Linked DNA regions of Sus scrofa: regions 1 and 2 are each linked to region 3. The links are chromatin contacts, called in public HiChIP or PLAC-seq maps. All regions are on one chromosome and are shown on one strand. Each heading gives the region's core, a stretch centred on a gene start, on an enhancer-like site or on the middle of the called end of the contact. The rest is flanking DNA. Distances are from core to core; before and after follow the strand shown. Region 1 holds the start of RECQL5 (ATP-dependent DNA helicase Q5). Region 2 holds the start of SMIM5 (small integral membrane protein 5). Region 3 holds the start of GALK1 (galactokinase).

Region 1 (4,358 bases), core at 1,693-4,192, 90 kb before region 3:
GGATTCTCCCCCAGCAGATTACCTCTCTACCCATCTGCATTTTCCTATGGTGTTAAGAATGCCCATGTGTATACGTGAAAACGTGTTATGTGGATACAGGTACAGTTCCATATTCCTCCAGACAAAAAGTTACAACAGAGGGTAAGAGACCTCAGGCCATCAAAACACAGAAGATTCATTCATAAGCCACCAGACTAATGTGCGCTAGTGGAGAACCCCACATGTGGGCCACTCAATCCCTCCCAACATGGAGCGGGTTATAGGCAAATCAAAGAAAAAATTAGAGGCAAAAGACCAAGGAAAGGGAAGTAAAATTTCTAGCTATTAAAAAAAAAAAAAAAAAAAAAAAAACCTTCCTCGGAGTTCCCACTGTGGTGCAACGGGATCAGCAGTGTCTTGGGAGTGCTGGGACATAGGTTTGATCCCCGGCCCAGTGCAGTGGGTTAAGGATCTGGCATTGCCACAGCTGGGGCTTAGGTCATAACTACAGCTCGGATCTGATCCCTGGGAACTCCATAAGCCGAGGGACGGCAAAAAAAGAGTAAAGAAGAAAGAAAGTTTTTTTAAGTTTAAATAAAATTTAAAAAACCTTCCTCTAAACCTTCTGGGCTGCCACTTTCACTCCCCCAAACCTCACCTGAATCAAAGCAATAAGAGGAGAGATTACGATGGTGATGCCTTTAGCCAGCAGAGCAGGGAGCTGATAGCAGAGGGATTTTCCTGCCCCTGTGGGCATGCACACGAAGACATCCTTGTCACCTGCAAAAATACAAGACGACAATGTCTCAAGTTTCCTGCCTTTTATCTCTCCTTTATCAAGGCTGTTGAAAATTACATGAGAATAGAGGAAAAACCCCTAGCGGAGGGCCCAGCACATGAAAGGGTCTCAATGTAGCCTCAATCCTCTTCCATCCTTTCCATGAAAAGAGCAGAGAGATTTGGCAATGTGTACAAATCATTTCCAGTAGCGGCAGTCACAACTACAAGAGTAATAAGACAGAGTTTGGGAGTTCCCGTTGTGGCTCAGTGGTAACAAATCCAACTAGTATCCATGAGGATGAGGGTTTGATCCCTGGCCTCACTCAGTGGATTGAGGATCTGGTGTTGCCATGAGCTGTGATGCAGGTTGCAGGTGTGCCTTGGATCTGGCGTTGCTGTGGCTGTGGCGTAGGCCAGCAGCTGCAGCTCTGATTCGACCCCTAGCCTGGGAACTTCCTGGTGCTGCACCCTCGGCCCTAAAAAGCAAAAAAAGAAGACAGAATCTGCTAGAATACGGATCAGTGAACTGAGCAGCTATGCAAGCTGAATACTTCTGGATCAGTGGGCTTATCTGTGTAGACATGGAAGCAACATCACCTAGAGGTCTTTTGTTGATAAATGTTATCATGTAATTAACATCGTACTGCTGCTCCCCTCTGGACAACCTCTATTTATCAACAAACTTCAGGCTTATAATATTATCACACCTTCCTTCCCCATTTGGGACTCAGGCCACGCCATCTTCAACAATGGAATTACCTACGAGGCCAGTGACTGGCTTAGGCTATGTCTGCTATCCCTCCGTTACTGCCTATACACCAACAAATGAGAATGGAAATTTACGAATTGTTTCCAAAGATAACCTTAGCTCTGACTATGAATATAAGAGGCAAAACAGCTGGGTGGTTCTGCCAATAAAACTGCAAGTTTGGGGGAGTTCCCTGGTGGCTCAGCAGGATAAGGATCTGGCGGTGTCACTGCTGTGGCTCAGGCGCAATCCCTGACCCCGGAACTTCCACGTGCAGCCAAAAAGAAAGAGAGAGAGAGAGAGAGAGAGAGAGAGAGAGAGAGAAAGCTTCAAGTTTTGGGTGACAGGTCTGTAAGATCTCCAAAACCAAACATGGCCCAAGGGTGGGAAGGTAAGAAGGGTCAAAAAGAAGGCGTTCTTTGGTGGTGTTAGGGGACAGCCAGCACAAGTGTAAACACAGGCAGTTTGGTTAATATTACCTTTCACTACAGCCATGATCGCACTCTCCTGTAAAGGCGTCTTAAAAGAGTCAAACCCAAAGACCTTCTTCAACGTGCTCCGGACGCGACGCTCAGGGTCAAAAGGGTGGGTGCTCATCTTACCAATAGACAGTGGCCAAATGTTAAGGCAAAGGTGATGATCCTATGGTTGCAACAAGAACCCCCTGTTCTGCTTTTCAAAGACTGCTTATTTTTTCTGAGTAAAAATTTGCTTTTTTTCTTTTTTTGACCAGACTCCTGGCATGTGGAACATCCCTGGTCAATAATCAAATCTGAGCTGCAGCTGCAACCTACGCTACAGCTGAGGCAAAGCAGGATCCTTAACCCACTGCGCCACGGCAGGAACTAAATTTGCTTTGTTACACTCGAACGATATATTATTTTCAAGAAATATAGCTCCGGGTGAACAGCCTCCAGCAATACATTCCTAGGTAAATGACATCTCCATTCTTACGCTCAGTGAAAATAACACATCGAACTATGCCAGGCCCCAGCATAGCACAGAGCTGGAAATTAGATCACGAGAAGAAGCACAAATGTCTTCGGAAGGATTTGGAGGAAGTGGAATTATTTTTCTATGACCCACCCTTTGCTCTACAAGCACAGCCATGAGGACCACTCTTCCCCCCAGGACCCCGACACCTTCTTCCCAACCCCCAGAGGAAAGCTCTTCCTTCATCCTCCTCTGAGCCTCAGATTCGCTCTTTTCTCCCTTCCCCAGCCAAAGCCTCCCTCTCTTCACCCCAAGATATCAGAGCCGGCAGTGGGCTCCCAGGGGCGAAGGGCTCTTGTCGGGCCGCTGCTGCCCACGGGCTCGGGAACTACTCGAAGACCCCCATAACCCTCAGGTAACCCTGAGAAGCCAAACCGCTGGGACTGCAATGTCAGGTAAAACCCACTTAATCCTGAATCCGTCTCGCAGTGATGACGTTCTGCCGGCGCGGGGATGAGGGGCGGAGCCAAGCGCGGAAACGGCCTTTTTGATTGGTTCTCTGTCTGAAACAGGCGCGGGGTCTCCTGGGATCCGGAAGAAGTCGCCTTTCTGCACGGAAGTCGGCTTTTTGGAGTCATAGAAGTGAGGCGCGCCGGGTGTGCGGGAATAAGATGGCGGGGAAGAAGAATGTCCTGTCGTCTCTGGCAGTTTATGCGGAAGATTCAGAGCCCGAGTCTGACGGCGAAGCTGGAGTGGAAACGGCAGGCAGCGCGGCTGGTGAGTAGGGAGCTAGAAGGGGGGAAATCGGGTGTCTGCCCTGAATGATGCTTCCCTAATAGGGCGGGAGGGAAAGAGGGAGTCTTTGTGCCCCAAGCATCGGGCGCCGGAGCCCCGGAGGGTGCTCAGGGTCCTGGGCTAGACCGAGCGTTAGATGCTCTTTTGTAAGAATGGACCGTCTCCTTCTGTTGATTCGATTATCCTGTCGGAACCTATTGAAAGTCTTCTCCGTACTGGGCATCATACCGGGGAGAAGGGTGGACCAAGGGTGGAGAGGATCCAAGGCTTCTGAACCACTGCATATTTTGTCCGGGCTTATTGTTTGGTGGAGGAGAGCGAAACTTTTAATTAGTAATGTACCCTAGACGTGTCTCGGAGCTTTTAAAATGACACGCATCCGGTCTCCACTGTCAAAGAGAGTAATTCTGTACATCTGGGGAAGGATCTGAGCATTTGCGAGCTTTCCAAGGCTCCTTGGTGATTCCATTACTTTGTGAGTTGTCAAAGCCCACCAGTGATTTTGTTGCCCTGCTCAGGTTGAGAATCACGTTACTAGGAAGTGAGAGCAGATTTTTATGGCAGTATAGAGAGGCAGCAAATTACCCAGTGTATCTGGACCTTGGTTTCCTCATCTGGAAAGTGAGGGAGGATTTGGCCTCGTTTAGCTTCTCATAGTTTTGTGTGGTCTTTGCCTGTCAGGAGGCTCTCTGGTGGTTTCTTGGTAATTTGTATTGTTTGGGGGGGGTTGCTGATGTTTGGGGTTTTTTTTAAACATAGAAAGAGATTTTGTTTCTCAAGTAGGTATAAATGGGGAACCTCTCGAGGTGGCCCCTGTTCAAGGTCCTGTTCCTAGGGGAGGACATTTGAGTCCTGATCTTGTAAGAAAAGACAAGTTCATTGGTGCCTGGGATACAAGGTAGACATATGCAGATCGAAAGAGATGCTTGACGTGGTACAATAGTTCAGAGAAGGGAAGGCTTCCGTTGGCATAATGGATGGCTTGGAAGCACTGGAAATGGAATTTAATGTTACTCGGTGTTCTTCCCTGTTCTTGTAAGGAATTCATACTCTAAAGGTAGTAACTTTCCCCAAAGCGGAATCTGGGCCTAAGGTCATTTAGGTTTTCTTTTGATCTTCGGAA
Region 2 (4,390 bases), core at 640-3,139, 120 kb before region 3:
AAGTACTTGGCAATGGCAGCATGGCGACACCTGCAGGAGGCGGAACAGCACAGGCAAGGGGTGAGGGGCCAGCAGGCCAGCACTGTTCACCCGACCTCTAAGAGCACTGAACCCTGGCTGAGCGCACCTAGTGTCCAGCACCGTGGCGGGCAGTTTACATGAGCCTCACGAGGCCTCGCTGGGGGGCCCGTCGTGCAGACGAAGACAGTGAGGTGAAGGAGCTTTCTCAAGGTCACGTAACACGTGTCAGAGGAGCCAGGGCAGGGAGCCTGCTGTACCCTGCTTCTCCATGGGGGGCTCCTCTCCCTGGCCACCTCTCTGTCCTCTGGCACAGAGGTGCCTGGGAGGAGCGTGGTGCCCGGGAGGAGCGTGGACCCTGGGTGTAGACGCCGGCTGCTGCTGAGGCCGTGTCCAGAACACACCTGAGCTCCAGGAGCCTAGGTGCGCGCGCCCACAACGTGGTCAAGCAGAGCACCAGGCCCTCGGGTCACATAAGGGCTGAGATGATGCTCTGAGGTGTGTCCGCTGCGGTGTCCAGCGTACAGCAAGGGCTCTTATTACCCCTCTCCACTCTTTTTTTTGGGGGGGGGACAGCAGGAGGTGGCGCCACCCCACCTCCGTAACTCTGCTTCTGTCTCCTGGTGACCTCTTCCTTGTTGTCCCCAACAAGCCTCTGCCCAGCCCAGTGTACACAGCCGGACCAGGGGCTGCCTGAGAGCAGGAACCGGGCAGGGCAGGGCTGGCACCACATGCGAGGCACTGGTGAGGGTGGCAAGGAGGAGATGCAGCCTTGGCTCACATCTCCCACGGCCCTGACCCTGCCACAGCCCCTGGGGGTGCCTGTCTAGCTGTCTCTCCTATGACCCCCACAGGCTGGCAGATGCAGAGGCCCAGGAGGGGCTGTGGCACTATCAGGGCCATTACACATGGCCACTGACCCCACAGGAATGTGGCACGGGGTGGGGGAGCCCGAGAGGAGATGCCGGAGCAGAGGCAGGCAGGGCTGTCCAGGTACCACATTCCAAAATAAGAAGGGCTGGCGTCACTGCTCTAACCAGAGCAACTCTCAATGTGAGCACTGCCTGAGGCTGCAAGAAACACTTTGAGCAGCCAAGACCCCGATGATGGCACAGTCCCTAAGAAGTGTGGCTGGCTGGCCTCTGGCTGAGTGGACAGCTGGAGCCGGCAAGGAGGCTGCGGCGGCCACCAGAGGGCGCTGCTCCAACGGGACGGAAAACTGATGTGTAACTCATTCCATCGCCCAAGTCTGTGCAACCACACAGTGGCTGCCTGTCCTGCCTCTGGGAGGCCGGCATCCAAGTGGCATGGCCACAAGGCTGGCTTCCTTCCCCCCACCTCCCCCAAGCCCTGACTCACTGGGGTTTTGTGCTCACACTCAAAGGGCTCCATTGACAGCTAGCAGATGCGGGCTGGGGTCGGCTCCTGCCCTGCTCCGGGCACAGCCCGGTCTGCTGGGGTGGCATGACCAGCCAAATGCCAACGGGCCCTGCTAGCCACTGGGCTCTGAAGTCTGCCCCTGACAGCTGGGCCAGGAGTGTGGAGACAGCCCCAGTGGACTCCGTTTGGCAAGAACCAAGATCAGCAGTGTCCTCTCTCCCCAGGGTCCTGGAGGCGCGTGAGGCACCTCCCTAGGCATGCAGGCTAGGCGCGGGCCACTCCTGAGTCACCCTAAGTCACTCGGGACTCCCAAGTTCTTCCCTGAGATGCCTCCCAGAGGACTGACTGCCTGGGTGGTCCAGCAGCTCCCCCACTATTTACTTTCTTTGGAGGGAGGGACCTGCCAGGAGGGGTGGACAGGGGCCCAAAGGCGCTCTGGGAGCCCAGGAGCCAGGAGCGCTGCGGGGGGAGAGGACCCCCCCCCCCCGCCTCCAGGGCTCAGGTGGAACCTCCCGGGGGCTCATCTTTGCGGGGGCAGGGGACACGACAGCGACCTCCTCTTTCATCAGCTTGCAGCCCAGGCCCAGCCCACAGCGGTTTAGCACACACCCGCCAGGAGGGAGGAGAGGAAGGGCAGCAGCTACAGGAGAGGGCCTGCAGCGCTCCGGCTCTGCTCGCTCCCCGGGCAGGGAGTGGGCACAGGAATCTGAGGCCGCAGGACCAGTTCCCAGCAGGGATTCCCTCCTTGCTGGGGCAGTGGTGGCTCAACTCCCCACTTGAGCGGCGGCCGCCCCGTGTAACGTGACACTTGAATCTCCAGGACGACCCACAACAAAAAAGCTGAAGCCAAGACAGCAGCTGACAGCCAGGAGCTGCGCTGCGCTGAGCGGAGGCACCCAGGGAGCAGCCTCGGGTCAGGAAAGAGGCGTCAGCAAAGGAAGGAAGAGGTGTGAGCGGGCGCGGGCGGAGGAGAGGGAGACCCGGAGGAGAGGCGCGCGGCGACGGCTGGGCCCCAGCACCCGCGGTCGCCCCCCACACCCAGCACCTGAGTTCACAGGTAAGTGGCACCGGCCACGGAGGAGGGAGGGAGGCAGGGAAGAGAGCCGCCAGGGTCCCCTGCCCCTAGCGTGGAGGGCCACAGGCCACCGTGAGCACGGAGGGGAGGGTGCTGGGGGCCACACTCACTCAGTCTCAGGACAGACTCCCTTTCAAACCCGGGCTGCGGCAGGGGGCACAGACCGAGGCTGCAGCCCTTGCTGAGCAGGCAGAGGGGCCCAGAAGAGCCGCTTACTCGGCAAGTCAGCTGAAGCCTTTTCTATTCAGGGGGCTTAAACGAGGGATTTGGCCTGGCCGGCCTGGCCTGGGAGAGAACTGTCGCCTGCCCCCCTGAGCCTCCCTTTTTCCTGGGATTGGGTCCCTGGTCTCCCCCAGTTGAGGAGGCTCAGGGCAAGGTCTGCTCAGCTAGTTCACACCCTGCAGGGCGTGGCAGGACCCGAGGGGTCTCTGCCCAGGGATGTCCTGGGCAAGAACAGCAGCTCCCGGCTCCCATGGGGAGCCGGCCCTCTCACCGCCTGGTGTCCTCAGCTCAGCTCCTCCCCAGGCCCACAGAGCTCCCCTGGAGCCCCCAAATCTTCCTGAATGCCGTGCTGGAAGCTCGAGGGCCTGACTCTAAACCCAGAATGGGGTGGGGAGAAGGCCACAAGGGTGGCAGTGAAGCTGGGGCATGGACGGCCTTGCCCTCGCAGTCAGCCCTCTGCCACCACCGCCAGCGCCACCATAATGCTGACCCCAAGGTGGGTCTTGGGGCAGCACCCAGAGCAGCCCTCTTGGGCAGGGCTGGCTGCCTACCCCCGCTGCCTCCCTCTCCTCACGCCAGGGTTAAAGTCTCCCGTCCCGGCCCCGCCCCCAGTGAGATGTTTTCTCCACACAAACAAGCCAGCACCCAGGCTGAAGTGGGAACCAAGGATCAGAGGACTGGGCTGATCTTGGCTCCACAGAGGCTGTGGGACTTGGCCTGAGCTGGCGGCCGGGGAGACAAGAAGCCCGGCAGTGATGGCAGAGAGAGGGGACAGATGTCGGGCTGTGCCAGAGGCAGGGGGTGGGGCGGGGGCACGGCGCTGAGCTACCCCTGCTGGCTCTCATCTGCAGGACGGGCCAGGCAGGTGAGCGGGCAGGGATCAGAGTCCTGCACCCACAGGACATAGGTGGACGGAGAGAGATGGGTGCTGCCCAGCTTCTGGGGCTGCAGGAATAAGCAGCAGCAGCAGGATGTGCCCCCCTCCACCCCAACCCCCGATCCTAGAAAGCTCTGGGGCTGGAGAAGGCTCAGGTGCCTACCTCGGGGCCCAGGCAGAGAGGGGCATCGTCTGAAGCCGTGGTGCACGGCAGGTGTCTCTGCCTTGCCAGTTGGGCCTCTCCCATAACCTTCAATTATGCCTCCTTCTAGTTGTTTCTCAAACAAGACATTGCCCCGGGGGCAAGGGTGGCTGGAAACCCACCTTGACCAAATTACGGGGGCAGGGCAAGAAGCCCTGGGGCCTGGGGCCACCAACACACCCTTATCAGTCACCACACACCCGCACCAGCTGCCTCTGAAGAGGGAGTATCACTTCTGCAAGGAGGAAATGGGGAGGCTTCAGTACCAAGTGGCAGCTGTCGGCCTGCAGGAGGCCTGCCTGCTCTGTCGCAAGGCTCTCTGTGCCAGGAGCTGCCACACAAAGGCATGTCTGCGAGTCCCTCTGGCTCTGCCAGCCTTCCCCTGGGCCCAGCTCCCTTACCCCCTCCACTGGCTGCCACTCTAGCCGGGGAGCACCCTTGGCAGTGCCGGGCGGGCAGCAGGGAAGCCACATTCACTCCCTCTCGCTCGCTCACCCGCAGGGAGTAGTTTTAGAAGGAGCCTGGTAGACCTGAGATAGAAAGGCTGGAAAAACAGAATTATCAGTATCCCCACTGGGCTTCCCTGCAAACCTGGGCAGGTGGAGGGGACGAGAGG
Region 3 (4,586 bases), core at 1,712-4,211:
ACAGCCACAGCAACGCTAGATCCAAGCCACATCTGAGACCTACACTGCAGCTGGCAGCAACGCCAGATCCTTAACCCAATGACCAAGGCTAGGGATCAAACCCGAATCCTCACGGACCCTAGTTGGGTTCTTAACCCACTGAGCCCCAACAGAAACTCCTAGTTTCTTATTTTCTTCTTTGTATTCTTCTGTATTTTCCGTGGTGGATACTTAATGCTCATATTAGAAAAAAACAATACTGAGACTTCAAGCAGTCCTAGGTTAGCAGTATTAGGGGGAGTGGGCAGAGCCTGGCAGAGGTCCCTGGAGGTGAGGGGGTGTACAACTGAGTCAAAGCCACACCGAGGCCCTGGCACAGTCCCCGAGGGGTACCCCACCATCTCTGGGACAGTGCACACCGAGCCACTCTCACCTTCTAGCTCCTCCCGCTGCACCTCCCGAAGGCTCTCCTTGCCCAGCGCCCGGGCCACTTCCTCACACTGCCGCCGCCGCAGGGGGTACTCGCTGGAGCCCAGTGAATGGCGGACATTGGAGTTGGTGATGAGTACTGCCAGCTTGGGGTCCGACAGCGGCACGAGGCTTGTCTCCAGGGACCTGGGGCAGAGACAGAGCAGGGGGAGATGACAAGGCCGAGTGTGTGTCTGCCTCGCCAGGCAGTGCACGTGCCCCATCCAGGAGCTCCTGATTACGAGGTGGGAGGGTACAAGGAGAGCCCCTGACCTGCAGTCAATGAGCAGCGCGTGGCCTTTCTGCCCCAGCAGTGCGATGAGCTGGTCCATGATGCCACAGGGCACCCCTGCGAAGCTGTGCTCGGCCCGCTGACACACCTGGGCCCGGGCAGCTATTGTCCCCGAGTCTGCGGCACAGGGCGAGGTGGGGAAGTTGGGGCCCCGGGAGGGGGCCCTAGGGGCGGCCGGGTGAGAGCAGCGGTAGCTCCCAAGACACTCCAGGGAGCTTTCCCACCCCCACCCTCAAAGCCACAGGAGGGGCAGGAAGTTCGGATCCCAAGGCCTCAGGGAAGGAGGGCTGGGTTGGGGCTGGGGTCTAGAAGGTACCTGGGCAGAGCTGCTGCAGGAAGGTATACGTGGCCACTTCCAGGGATGCTGAGCTGGACAGCCCACCCCCTAGTGGCACTGAGCTGACCACCACTGCACTGAAGCCAGGGAGGGGGGCAGCTGCAGGGGAAAGAATGGAGGATGGTAAGATGGGCCATCGGGCAAGATGGGCACAGGAAGGGCATGTGTTCTGGCACAAAGGGTGGCATCTGCCTGGCAGCTGCTTCCAGGGGATATGCCTCAATTGTCAGAGGCCATCAAACTGCTGGGCCAAGGGGTCCGCTGCCCTCCATCCTCCTACCCTGAGGTTCTCCTGGTTTAGGGTTCTGGACACCAAGAGGCTGGGGTTTCTTTTTTCTTTTTTTGCTTTTTATGGCTGCACCCAAGGCATGTGGAGGTTTCCAGGCCAGGGGTCGAATCAGAGCTACAGCTGCCGGCCTACGCCACAGCCACAGCAGTGCCGGATCCTTAACCCACTGAGCGAGGCCAGGGATGGAACCCACAACCTCATGGTTCCCGTCAGATTCGTTTCCGCTGTGCCACGATGGGAACTCCTAGGCTGGGGTTTTCAATTCGGCTCCTCCAGTCATGGAATGGGCAACCCAGAGCAAGTTCTGGAAGCTCTCACCTGGGGCATCAGTTTCCCCACCTGTACAATGGGAATACCCCCGCCCTGGATGCCTACCCCACAGTGGATTAGGTGGGCTAAGGAGCTTTGCGGCTGAGAGGTGGCACTCCTGGTACCAGGTCCCTACCTGGATAGTGCTGGATCACTCCCTTCACATAGTTGGCCCAGTGCGGGGTCCCAGGCTCCAGCGGCCGCTTGTCTGTGGGCAGGGGAAACTGCAGCCGCCGGGGCTCATCGGCATCCTCAGAGGTGGTAAGGAGGGAGACAAGCCCATCCGTCCGGGGGCTGCCCACGAGCACAGTCACAAGCTCCAGAGCCTGGCAGGAGAAACCAAAAGTGTGCCAAACTCCCAGCACCACAGTTCTGAGGGATGCGGGGCCTGGGACAGACAAGGAGGTGACCCAAAGTGTCTCTGGGAAGAGCCTGCATACAGATCTGGCCTTGGGGACTTGGGTCCTGCCCCCCATGGGTCTTCAGGGCCGGGACAGCAGGAGTGCAGACCTGGACTCTGCCCTGAGCATGGGCTCTCAGCTGCGGGGCACGAGGGGGAGAGGGCACAACAGGGAAACCGAATCAGGAGCTCCTCTGATGCGTTTCCATTAGAAGGCAACCTCAAGGCACCGGGCTTGCTCACTAGCCAAGCTTGCACAGCTGCAGAGCCTGGTGGAAAGAGCCCCCGGCGGAGGCAGGTCCACCAAGATCCAGCTGTGTGACCTTGAGCAGCTCGTTAGCCCTCTCTGAGGCTCAATTCCCTCCTCTGCAAATTGAACCGGCGGAACCAGGAGGCTCAGGACTACTTCGCCCCGGTCTACGCTAGGGCCCCCTTCCGCATTCCCCCACAAGCCGCGGTGGCTCCCAGGGAGCCTACTTCCTCGGGGATTCCCAACTCCCTCCCTTCCAATGTGGGAAATGCCGCGTCTTAGGGTCTCTCCCACTTGCTCGTCCCCCAGCTCGGTGGGGGTAAAAGTTGGGTGCAGCGCGCCCACCAGTGCACGCGGGGAGATGGCGCCTCCCGCCCAGCCCCTCACCATGGGCAGCACCAGGCCCTGGTTGTAGTCCGTGTGCTCCCCAATGAGGTTGACGCGGCCCGGCGCCGACACGGCCAGCTCGGGCTCGGCCCCGAACTCCTCCAGGAAGGCTCTCCGGGCCCTGGCCAGCAGCTCCTCGGCCCGGGGCTGTTCCGAAGCGGCCATGACTCTCGCCCTGCAGCTCTGTCCGGCGCAGTCGGGTCGGCGCGGGATGCTCGGGGCGGGGCCGCGCGGCGTCGGCCCACAGAGCTGCTGGCGCCGCCCCGCCCCCGGGCCCCGCCCCGGGCCCCGCTGGCCCCGCCCCGCCCGCAGCTCCGGCCAAGTCCACCGGCTGGGCGAGCGGGGCCGACTGGAGGTGGGCTTTGGGAGGGGCCGCTGGGCGTCTGGTCGGGCGTGCGTGGCCTTGAGTGGTATTTGCCGGACTGGGCGATCTAAGCTGCCCTTCCCTGGTGCTGGTGTGCCACACCCCACCCCTGCACCCAGCCGGCTACCCACAGCCAGAGCAGTACCAGCACATCTGGGGTTCCCCAAGGGTTCTCAAAGCTCTCTCCCAAAAGTCCTAAAGTCCTGCAGCTGTGAGAGGTCACCAGCCCCCGATCATGGATCTCTAAGAGGGTGGATGGCCTGGCATTCAGAGTAAAGAGAGATAAAGAAAGCCAAGTTTGACCCCCTGTCCAGCTCCTTAGCAGTGTAGGAGCAAGGAGCGGGATGATGGACAGGGTGGGCCCAGCCCCTCCTGGAAGGACCCACCCAGCTGCCAAGGCAAGTTGGGCTGTTGGCACCAGCAAGTGCTTCCTCAGCCTGGAATCTTGGTCCCAGTGTCTGATACCCAGAGTCTGACACTGGCCGCCTCCTCTCTCACCAGCCTGCATCCTAAACCTTCAAACTGTCCTCGGTTCCTGCCCAGATGCCTGTTCATGGCTGGCCATCCCATATGAAAACTTGGAGGGGAAAGGCTAACATGTAAACAAACTCTTTGGAATTAGAGTGGGGGCTTTGGAAGGGTTGTGGCCAGGGCTGTAGCTCAGGGGTTTGCCCAAAGATCATTCACAAGTCAGCTCTGAAAACTCCTAGAAGTAAACATAGGTTCACCTTACACCACAGCTCACAGCAATGCCAGTTTCTTAACCCACTGAGAGAAGCCAGGGATCGAACCTGTGTCCTCATGGATACTAGTCAGGTTTCTTACCCCTGAGCCATGACGGGAACTCCATGGACATGTTTTCAAACATTTGTGACCTTGGCTTAGCCAATGGTTTTTCAGATGTGACACCGAAACCACAAGCAACAGAAGAAAAATGTGAACTGTACTTCATCAAGATAAAATACTTTGGAGTTCCCGTCATGGCGCAGTGCTTAACAAATCTGATTAGGAACCACGAGGTTGCAGGTTCGATCCCTGGCCTCAATCAGTAGGTTAAGGATCGGGCGTTGCCGTGAGCTGTGGTGTAGGTCGCAGACACGGCTCAGATCCTGCGTTGCTGTGGCTCTGGCGTAGGCCGGCTGCTACAGCTCCAATTCGACCCCTGGCCTGGGAACCTCCATATGCCACGGGAGCGGTCCTAGAAAAGGCAAAAAGACAAAAAAAAAAAAAAAAAAAAAAAAACTTGCCCATCTAAGGACACCATCAAGAAAGTGAAAAGACAAACTGGAGAATGGAAGAAACTATTTGCGAATAATATACTTAAGGGACTTGTATCAAGAACATGTAGGCGTTCCCATCATGGCTGAGTGGTTAACGAGTCCAACTAGGAGCCATGAGGTTGCGGGTTCGATCCCTGGCCTTGCTCAGTGGGTTAAGGATCCAGCGTTGCCATGAGCTGTGGTGTAGGTTGAAGATGCAGCTCGGATCTGGTGTTGCTGTGGCTGTGGTGT

What was found. HiChIP or PLAC-seq counts read pairs in DNA pulled down with a chosen protein or histone mark.
Region 1: a contact with region 3 is called in an H3K27ac HiChIP or PLAC-seq map of alveolar macrophages. The contact joins the promoter of RECQL5 here to the promoter of GALK1 in region 3. A contact is called at or near these places in 2 of 5 promoter capture datasets (fetal liver and skeletal muscle), 4 of 47 Hi-C or Micro-C datasets (epiblast stem cells, liver, psoas muscle and 1 more) and 1 of 2 datasets of contacts at active chromatin or transcription factors (alveolar macrophages).
Region 2: an H3K27ac HiChIP or PLAC-seq map of skeletal muscle shows a contact between it and region 3. The contact joins the promoter of SMIM5 here to the promoter of GALK1 in region 3. A contact is called at or near these places in 3 of 5 promoter capture datasets (fetal liver, fetal skeletal muscle and liver), 10 of 47 Hi-C or Micro-C datasets (alveolar macrophages, blood, epiblast stem cells and 5 more) and 2 of 2 datasets of contacts at active chromatin or transcription factors (alveolar macrophages and skeletal muscle).

The regions. Positions count from the first base shown.
Region 1 is chr12:5,730,920-5,735,277 of Sscrofa11.1, reverse strand. RECQL5 (ATP-dependent DNA helicase Q5) reads right to left here and starts at 2,942. Exons shown (of 20, transcript XM_021066624.1): 1 at 2,760-2,942; 2 at 1,987-2,118; 3 at 638-759. The coding sequence starts at 2,104. SAP30BP (SAP30-binding protein) reads left to right here and starts at 3,032. Exons shown (of 11, transcript XM_003357968.4): 1 at 3,032-3,217. The coding sequence starts at 3,112.
Region 2 is chr12:5,761,363-5,765,752 of Sscrofa11.1, reverse strand. SMIM5 (small integral membrane protein 5) reads left to right here and starts at 1,889. Exons shown (of 3, transcript XM_021066625.1): 1 at 1,889-2,455. RECQL5 (ATP-dependent DNA helicase Q5) reads right to left here. Exons shown (of 20, transcript XM_021066624.1): 9 at 1-30.
Region 3 is chr12:5,640,387-5,644,972 of Sscrofa11.1, reverse strand. GALK1 (galactokinase) reads right to left here and starts at 2,961. Exons shown (of 8, transcript XM_003131193.2): 1 at 2,712-2,961; 2 at 1,811-2,000; 3 at 1,056-1,175; 4 at 721-856; 5 at 413-594. The coding sequence starts at 2,876.